Regions from separate parts of the Hordeum vulgare genome. Here region 1 is linked to region 2. Evidence: chromatin contacts called from public Hi-C data. All regions are on one chromosome and are shown on one strand. The core of a region is the stretch at or near the end of the contact, and the rest is flanking DNA. Distances in the headings are between cores, read along the strand shown. Region 1 has its middle 11 kb from the start of LOC123445839. Region 2 holds the start of LOC123445807 (probable anion transporter 2, chloroplastic).

Region 1 (5,591 bases), core at 2,326-4,825, 330 kb before region 2:
TATATACATCAGGAGCCCATAGTTTGTAGGACACATTAAGCTCATTACAACTAGGGTTTTAGATCATAACAGTCAATCTCGAGGTAGATCAACAGTGCTCTCTGTACTACTTCATCAATACAACAAGAACAATGCCTAGGGTTTTACCTCCATCAAGAGGGCCCGAACCTGGGTAAAACATCGTCTCTTTTGTCCCTTGTTTCCCATCGATCCAAGATCCATAGCTCGGACCCCTACTCGAGATCATCCGGTTTTGACACCGACATTGGTGCTTTCATTAAGAGCTCCGCTCTAGGATCGTCAGAAGGATTGATGGCTCGCTTGGTCACCGGCGAAAACATCAAAGCCGAGGACATCTTCATCTCCGACCAATCCCGTGCTTTCGACAGTACCACCCCGCGCATCAAGGTGGTTCATCACCAGATCAACGGGTTCACCCCGGGACAGGGATTCAAATTTAGCGATTTGGAGTACGTCACCGACGCCCAAGGCGATTTGATCCTCTCCGAGGTCTAAGCTTTGGCCGAAGAGCTTGAAAACTCTGAAGCCTTAACTTCGGGACGCCTTAACTTCGCGGCCTCTCCCCGAACTCGAGTCTGAGACAGAATCTACTCCTGACGTGGCCTTGAGCCAGGATCTGACCATGGTGTTCGAAGGCCTGAGGGTAACCTTGAGCGAACACACTTTTTATGCTGAAGCACCGGAGCTCAACTCCGCGAGACCCGTGAGGACTAGTCCAGTAAAGCTCTCGTTGTCAAACGAGTCGATGACCCGAACCCAAGCCACGGATAGTTCGAATGGTTTGGTCCCGATCCAGGATCCTTCCGGCTCCGAGACTAGATGCGGGGAACCTTATTCCGCACCCACCACCCACTTCATTGCCACTATCAAAGATCTAAGCGATTTGTTAGACTTCTCCTCAGAGGAAGCCGAAGATATTGAAACACTATTAGATCACCTAGTCCTCCCGCAATGGGACGATGGATCGCCGCCTCCATGTACGACGTCTACATGATACACACCCCCAGGGACGATGGCGCTACAGGGAAAAGTGATAATGATGCCCTGGTCCAAAACAATGGCGATGAATCTGTCAAGCACCGTCGCGAGCGCAGAAATCCTAAAGCTCGTAAGGGCAAGGAGAGTAATGCGAAAACCGGAGATAATCCCACCCTCGGGGATACAAAAAATCACGTAGAATCCCTAGAACCTGCACACCTCGAATACAACCCCGACTCACTTGGCTACATGGATCTAGATAAGCCCGAGGATCTGGACGATTCCAAAGACAACAAATACATCCCTCCAGTCGAGGAGGAAGATAGCTTGGGAGATGAAGATTTCATCGTCCCCGTGGATCCACTGGATCAAGAAGTATTCGACCTCCTAGAACCTCTGTCTGTACCAACACAAGCCTAGCAAATGATCACAATGGACTTCGTTGAGGGCCTTCCTTGCTCCTCTGGTTGAAACTCTATATTGGTGGTCGTCGACAAGTTCTCTCGGTGTGCCCATTTTATTGCCTTGTCCCATCCCTTCACCGCTTTCCAAGTTGCACATGCCTTTGTCGCACACAAATACAAACTACATGGACTGCCGGAGTCTATTGTCTCGGATCGTGACCCAATATTCACGAGCCTCTTATGGAAGGAGCTATTCTGACTGACCCACACCAAGTTGCGGATGAGCACGGCGCGCCACTCTCAAACAGACGGACAAACAGAGCGGGTCAACCAATGCCTGGAGACATTTCTTCGATGCTTTGTCCATGCCTGCCCCACCAAATGTTATGCTTGGTTACCACTGGCTGAGTTTTTGTACAATACATCCCGCACTCTGCATTGGGCACTACTCCCTTTGAAGTTCTCTATGGGCATGCGCCACGACACTTCGACATCATCGATCATGTCGCCTGCGCATCCCCAGATTTGGCAGACTAGCTACGGGACCGCGAGCAAATGACAACCCTAATTCGCCAGCATCTTCTTCGAGCTCGTGAGACCATGAAGGATTCGGCAGACAAGCGTCGATCGGATCGGGTTTTCGCTGTCAATGACTGGGTATTTCTCAAGCTTCAACCATATGTGCAACGCTCCGTCGCCACAACGCTCAACCAGAAGCTGGCTTTCCGTTACTTCGGCCCCTACAAGATTATCCAATGCATTGGCGTCGTGGCTTACAAACTCCAGCTGCCTGCTTCAAGCACTATTCACCCGGTCTTCCATGTGTACCAGTTGTAGCAGGCTCTTCCCCCAACAAAACAAGCCCGGCAGCAGCTTCCAACGACAACATCAGCAAGCGCGCAGCCGGAGGAAATCCTAGAGCATCGCGTGATACGACGAGGCAACCGAGATGTTTCCGCAGATCCTGGTGCGCTGGGTCGAGCCGCCACCAGACTTCGCCACCTGGGAAGGCACTGACGAACTTCGCCGTCACTTTCCTTGGGCGCCAGCTTGGGGTCAAGCTGTGTCTCAAGGGGGAGGGAGTGTTACGACCCCTGCCTCCCTAGGCCCGCCTACTGTCGGTGGCCCCGCTCCAACGGTCGTCGCCACTGCTGGGCCAGAACGGCCTCGTCGACAAGTGAAGCCCAATAGCCGCTTCGCGGCCCAAGTCTGGGACACCGCTCGTTAGGTTAAGTAAGTGTCGATCCCTCCTGCGTGGGGTGTGAAGAAAGTAGACTGTAGCGGCGGCGGCTCTTCTCTCTCGAATCCCCTTCCCTCTCTTTCTCTCCAAACTCTGATTCGGGCCGAACCTTGTATGAATGTGTGATTGAGAGTGATTATCTACTAGGATCTTAACAATCCAGGTGTAGTTCGGCTTGCCATGCTCACAGGTGGCTACACTACGGTTTGGTAAAAGTGTAGGAGTATTTTCTTACGTCGTTTTGAAGACTTCAGCCATGTTTTTATCTCGTCATATTATCATCATTTCCAAATTCGAAGATGACTTCGGAACTAGTGCGGTTTTCACCATTTTCCGTGAAAGCGTCGCGGGGAAGTCTTGACCTGATGTTACCGGGTGGGGAGGAGCGGTGACGCGACGGTTCACCGGGAGGAGCTCAGGCTGGTCACAATGGGGAGGAACTTAGCAGTAACATCACACACTCCAATACAACTTTGCTTATGTGGCACGTATTTAGTGAAGAGAGAGGTGCTTGTGGTAACTAGCTAAGTTACCGGAACATTACACACTCCAAGAAACAATGAGTCTATAGCCTAATAAATGCATTGTTGCATGACACTACATACATGTTACTCTCCATTGTGAAGGTAGGAACATAGTTTAGGAAAGCGTGTAGTTTCCTGCCTTATGTTACTCTCCATTGTGACCAGCCTCACCCGGGCCGGGCGTCCCGTCATGCGGCGATTTCATAATTCAGACGCACGGACGTGTGGGGTTGCAGGAATCCTGGTTGTCTCGTCCCTAGCGCTGTGCGGTGTCGGGTGGCGATTGAGGAGGGTCACGCTCGCCGGAACCCTCATAATTAAAGTAAAGCGGGCGATTTGGAGCCGGAGGAGGACGAACTGGTGTACCTTTCAGATCGGTTGTACTCGTTGTACAAAGCTGCTCCGGATTTGCTGCGGCTGGCGATGCACCTGGGCTGCACGTCACTCCTATATGCGGCGGCGTAGAAGATCCGGGACTCAAATGATGGGTCCTTGGGGTGGGGTCTAGTTTAACTGGAGCAGTACGGCTTTACGATCTGCTGCTCGTACTTGTGTTTCCGGCCAATGGCGAGCCCTGCTTACAGCTAACAGCCCGTGGCACCAATCATTAGTTGATTAACAAGTCGTGACAATAGACCTAAGCAGCAGCGGCTAACCACGGGGAGACACGTAAACACCGTACTCATCAACGGCCCATTTAGGATCTGCATACAGTACTACATTTCCCAAAGACACGGCTTAAACAATCACCCGTCCGCCCAATCGTACGCCCATGACGGCATGGCACCTCGCGACCTGCGCTCCGTACTTTTATCCTACTCCACGCAAAGATTTCTGCGTGAGCATCGAGCAATGCCTCCCTCGCCCAATGGAAAACTCTTTTGACCATGGCCCATCCTTGTACGTATTTGTATTACTACTGCAAAATAGACTTTTTTTTAGAAAATGAGGCGTTGCCCCAGCCTCTGCATCATCGAGTGATGCATGCAGTCATTTTATTGATAACCTAAAAAGAACTGCAAAAATAGACTATCAGTGGGAGTATTATATTTGCGCTAGACCCCAGTTCCGTCAGTTGTCAGCAATGGCTCTGCGCCAATAAAACGTTGTCAATTCCGAGCTGTCTACAATTATTGGGTCCATTTATTATAAGTTCATTGTTGACCGGGACAAAGTGTTAGGTTCTTTCAGGCGCATGCTTGACTCGGAGCGCAGAAAACCTTTTCCCGCGCCTCCTTTTGGCAAGGATCCAGCGGCAAACGGGCTTGCTCTTTGGGGAAACGAAGGGATGCCTCCATCACAACACATGACCTCACATGGAAACCGAACGCGCGATTTTGGAAGCATGCAAGCTCCATTGCCATTGCCACGGAGAAAGAAAGTAGGACAAGAGACCCGTCAGCAAGGGGAGGGAGATTCCCCTCCTTTTTTATTCGGAGAAAAGTGGCTTTGCGAGGAGGAGGGAAAACAAAATGTGGCCAAGTTTCCCGTTCTCGGGAGAAGGAACAAAGTAGGGGGAATCTCGCGCTGGGTTGTTGGCATCGGCGACGAAGACGGTTGATGCGGTTGGTCGTTGCGAGCGTGGTGCAGAGCATCTGCCGCCGTGTGATGGTAAAATTGCTCATGTGGGAGTACTATATGCGGCGTGCTATTCTAAATATACCTTTTTCTAAAGCTTTTACTAAAAGACTACATACAGATGTATATAGACATACTATAGAATGTAGATTCATTCATTTTACTTCGTATGTAGACCCCTAGTAAAATATCTTAAAAGACTTATATTTAGAAACGGAGGGAGTAGTATTTTATGAGTTTCTTCCGGGTTGAAGGTAGATTTCACGACAAAGCACGTTGCTTAGCCTTTTTTTTTTCTTTGAGAGGTAAAACATGGTTTACTTTATTCAAAAATCGTAGTTTCGGGGAATGATTAAATTTACGCAAAAAAAAATACAGGAATGATTGAAGGATCATGACGGAAGCCCGTAGTATGCTTACCAGCTAGCAGCCCACAGTTGTTGCAAGGATTGTAAGCCCATATATGGGAAATGCATTAGAGCACCCCGGGTATCACGCACCACTATATGAAAGTAATATTGTAAAAATCATTAAAAAAATCTGAAACAACAAACCTAAGTGTCTGTTGTACACCCGTGTTCATTTTTACGGGGAATGAGCGCCCATGGTATCCGTTGTGCTGGATTTTACGATCCGACATATGATACATCTGACTTTTTTTCTATACATATATTATTTTGTCCTTTTTACTGACATTATCACGGGCATCCTTTCCCCACGAACCAAATACGGGTGTACAACGGGCATCCATGTTTCAAATCCTAAAATTTTAGAATTGTTAAAAAAATCATAATATATGTTTTAATGCTATATTCATATGGGAGCGTGTGGCATCCGAGAGCCACA
Region 2 (5,169 bases), core at 931-3,430:
AAGGCTGGACTTCTATTGATCCCGTTTCTTTTGGCAAAGTGACGAGGTCAAAAGAAAATACAGACTTTCTCGGTGGGACATTGTTTGTAGACCCAAAGAGCAAGGGGGTCTTGGGATCGAGAATTTGAAGGTCAAGAACAAATGTTTGCTTAGCAAATGGTTATACAGACTGTCGGTAGAGTCTGAAAGCATGTGGGTACAAATACTGAGAAATAAATATTTACATGCTAAAACCTTGGCTCAAGTCACTCTGAAGCCCAACGATTCACCCTTTTGGAAAGGTCTAATGATAACGAAGGCGGCGTTCTTTCATAGGTCTAAGTTTATCGTCGGGAATGGGAGACTACAAGGTTTTGGGAGGACACGTGGTTGGGGGAGACGCCATTAGCCATGCAATATCCTTCTCTATATAATATTGTGCAGCATAAGGAGGCTTATGTTGCTACTATTTTACAATTTGTTCCTCTTAATATTCAGTTCTGAAGGAGTTTGAGGGGAGGTCGTTGGATTGCTTGGATTGATCTAGTCAAGAGGCTAATGGAGGTCACCTTATTAGACGAGGCCGGTAGACTTCATTGGAAGCTATCAAAAAATGACATCTTTTTGGTGAAAACGATGTACTTAGACCTCATTGATTCTGGATCAATCCCAAAATTGATTCATAATTAAAAGATTAAAGTGCCTTTAAGAATCAAAATTTCCATGTGGTTCGTTCACAAGAAAGTGATTCTTACTAAGGATAATTTGGCTAAGCTTAATTGGGCTGGTAACAAAAGATGTAGCTTCTGTGATAAGTCTGAGACGATCAAACACCTCTTTTTCGATCGCCCGCTGGCAAAATTATTATGGAGTTCGATCCATATAGCCTTTAATATCACGCCTTCAACTAGCATTCAGTCGTTGTTTGGGACGTGGCTAGGCGGAGTAGATATCTGTACGGAGAGATAGATTCACATAAGAGTTTGTGCGTTACTGTGGGCTATATGGAACTGTAAGAATGACATGATCTTTAACGGGAAATATCAAATCAATTTTTTGCTGGTTTTGCATAGGGCAACGTCTTTGATCCGTACTTGTTCGCTACTCACTACTGCGGAGAACAGAGATTCTTTGGCTATTGGATCTATCCAATGAAAGATGATAGCTCAGGATATTTTCAATCGGTTTTGATGACGGTCTAATAATAGAATAACCGGATAGGTTTCTAGTCTTATTGTACGTCGGTTGTCGCTATTTATCTTTTGAATTTTCAGCTCTTCATAAACTTGTACTGAACTGTAGATTTTTTCAGCACTTTAAATAAAGATGATCTTGCATCTTTCTGATGCAGAAGGCGGAGATGGGCCTCCTTTCCTAAAAAAAATAGCATGCGTTTGAAAGTTGCGTTTGGTGCCCAAAGCAAAACCGAGCCTGTTTCTAAAACCAGGCGCACCGCTGCCCTGAATCTGAAATGTCAACATCTAGGACCAACAGTCTAGTGGACGATTTTACTGTTTTAATTCTTTTGACATAGTTTAGCAAGATCTAATTTTGTTTATAATTTTTTTATCTAATTTTTTCCTACCGTCATCCGCTATGACGAAAGACATACACCCCCTATTACCGTTTCATGTGGCGGTAGGGTTCGGATCAACACATACGACGTCTTTTAACTCCGTTGATGTGAATAAGTGACTACTGTCATAAGAAATGATAGTAGGATGTATATGCCTACCATCGCAACAGGTAGCGGTAGGGTGTTCAGATAGTCAATTCCATCATAGAAAAATTAAGTGTGTAAACGCCCTACTGTCACATGTTGTGACGATAGAAAACTACACCCTACCGTCACTTTCTATAATGGTACCTATTTATCCACGTCAGCAGGATCAAACGATGCCGTCTGCGTTAACCGAAACTATATCGCCACACAAAGTGACCCTATAGAGTGTATGTCTATCGGCACAACGATAGAAAAGAATTAGATCCGATTTTTTTTTCATAAACGGATTTGGATCGGGCTAAACTATAAAAAAGAGAGTCAAAACGGTGAATTTGGCCCAGTCCAGTCTTGGTTAGCAGTCTTGTTTTCCATTCTCAATTTCTCATGGAGCGGTCGCCATCGAGCTCCCTGACTCCTCCTCCTCCTCCTCGCGTCGCCGCTTTGGCTCGGGCGCCAGCCGGGTAGGTGGCGACTCGGCGCGGCACACGGTAGGTGCCCACCGCACCGGCCGCGCGACGGCGCCACCCAGCAGCAATTGCCTTGACCATTCCCCCCCTAGCCGATCAGCGCTAGCTAACAACCCCGCCCGCTCCCACATCTTCTGGGATCCGCAACCTACCACCTTTCGTCCTCCCCGAGGTCCCAAATTTATACCACCAACCAACCCAGTTGGTCAATCGTACTACCACTTGTCTGCCTCGTACTCCTTAATTACCATGGCATACACCAAGCATCTTCCGGTCTCTGCTCCGCCTCTCTGAGCACGCCCGGTCAGCTCCAGTCACCTCCTCGCGCGGATCATGGCGTCGGTGAGATCCTGCGTGTCCGTCAAGCCGGCCGCTGGCCCGGCCAGGTACAGATCCGCCAGGGTCGGGGCCGTCAGCCTGGAGCCGACAAGGCTGCGGATATCCGCTTCTTCTTCTTCTTCGTTGGGCTCGGCCGCGGATGGCTGCGGCAGAGGCGTCGGCTGTGCCACTGCCAGTAGCAGCGGCAGGGGCGACGCCGTTGTCGGTTTGGTTGGGGATGGCGGGAGGGCGAGGAGGCGGGGCGGGCGGGAGGTCGTCGCCACGTGCAGCGCCAGCCTGGAGGGGGTCCGCCATGGCGGCGCGGCCGCCGCCGTGGCCAGCGTGCCGGCGCTGCCCGAGCGGGCCAAGGTTGTGGCGCTCGTGGCGGCCGTCATGCTGCTCTGCAACGCCGACCGGGTCGTCATGTCCGTCGCCGTCGTGCCGCTCGCCGCGCAGCACGGCTGGTCCAGCTCCTTCGTCGGCATCGTCCAGGTACGCCCGCCCACTCCTTGCCATGTTAATTTACGCCTCAACATCAGCAGAAAGTAAAGTGAGGGTCATTTTGCTCTGACCTTAAGCAAGAACTCGGTAATGACAAAAAGGTTCCAACCATTAGTTGAGTATACATTTCTTATACCAAAAGTCCACTATGCATGATGTATCAACTTCAGATTGAGCCATGGGAACGACCGAAGCATTACATTCTTTTAAGCCAGGCTGCCTGATGGAACCAAGTTAACACCACGAGCTCGTGCTACACATGTCTATACAATATGGTTCTTGCAGGGGCCTTCATATAGGATATTTCAAGGGTCGATTTTGCGACAGAAGCCAAAAAATTAGCAAGCAGTACATGGGGATAAGTCAGCAACTTGAGCTGCTATTGTTTCCTGATTTATAAGTACAATGTTTAAATTTGACAATTGGACACTTGAAACATCCAATCTGATGGATGATATGCTACATGAACTGTATCAGATCATTACAACACCACTGACTGTTGTTTACCTCAATACCTGGTTACTGGGACCAGAAAGATTGATTGCATCAGTTGCTACTCCTTAAGGCTTAAACACCATTGCACAACCATTACTAGACGTCATTCAGCAAGTGTATGATGATATGATATATGAACTAATGCAGCATGCATATTGTGGTTGGAGATTCGAATACTTCAGCATTTTTAACAACCATTAAGCATGAGTAACTAGACGAGAAAAACACAGAAAATTATTGATATCCATTAGTGCATGATTGTTGATGTTCCGATTGATTGACTCGAGATTAAACTTTCCCACCACTGCTGCAGTCATCATTTCTATGGGGGTATGTTTTCTCATCCATGGTTGGAGGAGCTTTGGCGGACCGATACGGGGGGAAGAAGGTGATGGCAGGTGCTGCTGCACTCTGGTCCTTGGCCACTTTCCTCACTCCATGGGCCGCCTCTCAATCCGCCACTATGTTGCTTGCTGTTCGTGTGCTTTTTGGCGTTGCAGAAGGTGTTGCATTTCCGACGATGAGCACTTTCTTACCAAAGTAAGTAGCTCATATCACCCATTGAATTTACTCAGCATGGACATTTAAGTACTCTGCTCCAAGCAACAGTAATCTCAGATGCCTAAAGCAGAGCAGACAAAAGCAGTAACCTTCACCAACGCTTGGAGCAACATAAGCCGATATAATCTACTTCTTTGAGATCAATCACAATAGTGTACTAAAGCAGCAGCAATTAATTTAGATCGGAGGGAGTAAAACATATGGTGTTAGAAGAATTAGTTTAGCTCTGCATTCAAGTATGCTTTGTCTCATAGTTATACTTTTGGGTATGTTGGCCAATGATCATATCAGTAACCAATTACTTACAGAAAATGAAACATTCACTACATATATTGATGCAATCAAACTTAACTTCAGTTCAGGCTCTTAATTTCATTTTTGAACATGAAACAGGTGGTTCCCAACACATGAACGTGCCACTGCTGTTGGCCTTTCCATGGGAGGATTCCATCTTGGAAACGTCGTAAGCTTCCTGGCAACACCGATCATCATGTCACATATAGGCCTCGCCGGAACATTTGCCTTCTTCGCATCACTTGGTTACTTGTGGCTCTCTGTATGGCTGTTGAATGTAGAAAGTGACCCTATCGACAGCCGTACTATAAGCAAATCTGAGCTGCAACTAATTCTAGCTGGACGAAGTAAATCAAAAGTCAAAGGCAGCAAATCCCCATCTTTAAGAGAAGTTTTCTCAAAGATGGAAATGTGGGCCATCATTGTAGCTAATGTGATAAATAACTGGGTAAGAATGACCGACCAGCAGAACTGAAGTTTTGAGATACTGTATCTAGATATTAACATCTGGAAATTCAAAATACCATGCAGGGGTATTTTGTCCTACTATCATGGATGCCGGTGTACTTCAAAACGGTATGTCATCTAGTCTTGTAAAATCATTCTAATAGGTCTGCCTCGCTACTCTGCTATAAGCTGTTGTTCCTGACTATTATCCCAACAGGTATATAATGTCAATTTGAAACAAGCTGCATGGTTCAGCGCCATACCTTGGGGCGTCATGGCTCTATCAGGATATGTTGCAGGAGCTTCTGCAGATTTCATGATCAAATCTGGCTTATCTATTGTGCGAGTCCGGAAAATTATGCAGTCAATTGGTTTTATTGGGCC

The links. Hi-C and Micro-C count contacts between places; a contact is called where the count stands out from the background.
Region 1: a contact with region 2 is called in a Hi-C map of leaf, with 2.6 times the contacts expected there. The contact joins the enhancer-like site here to the promoter of LOC123445807 in region 2. A contact is called at or near these places in 2 of 6 Hi-C or Micro-C datasets (leaf and seedling).

Annotation. Positions count from the first base shown.
Region 1 is chr1H:467,033,090-467,038,680 of MorexV3_pseudomolecules_assembly, reverse strand. No RefSeq gene overlaps it. Among protein-coding and RNA genes, the nearest start is that of LOC123445839, 11 kb to the right of the region's middle. Within about 2 kb of position 3,575, at least 3 of the 3 cell types and tissues checked have open chromatin away from gene starts, as enhancers often do. A contact at or near this core is called in leaf and seedling, where this site is marked.
Region 2 is chr1H:466,703,058-466,708,226 of MorexV3_pseudomolecules_assembly, reverse strand. LOC123445807 (probable anion transporter 2, chloroplastic) reads left to right here and starts at 2,180. Exons shown (of 7, transcript XM_045122810.1): 1 at 2,180-2,979; 2 at 3,797-4,023; 3 at 4,438-4,786; 4 at 4,870-4,914; 5 at 5,003-5,169. The coding sequence starts at 2,503.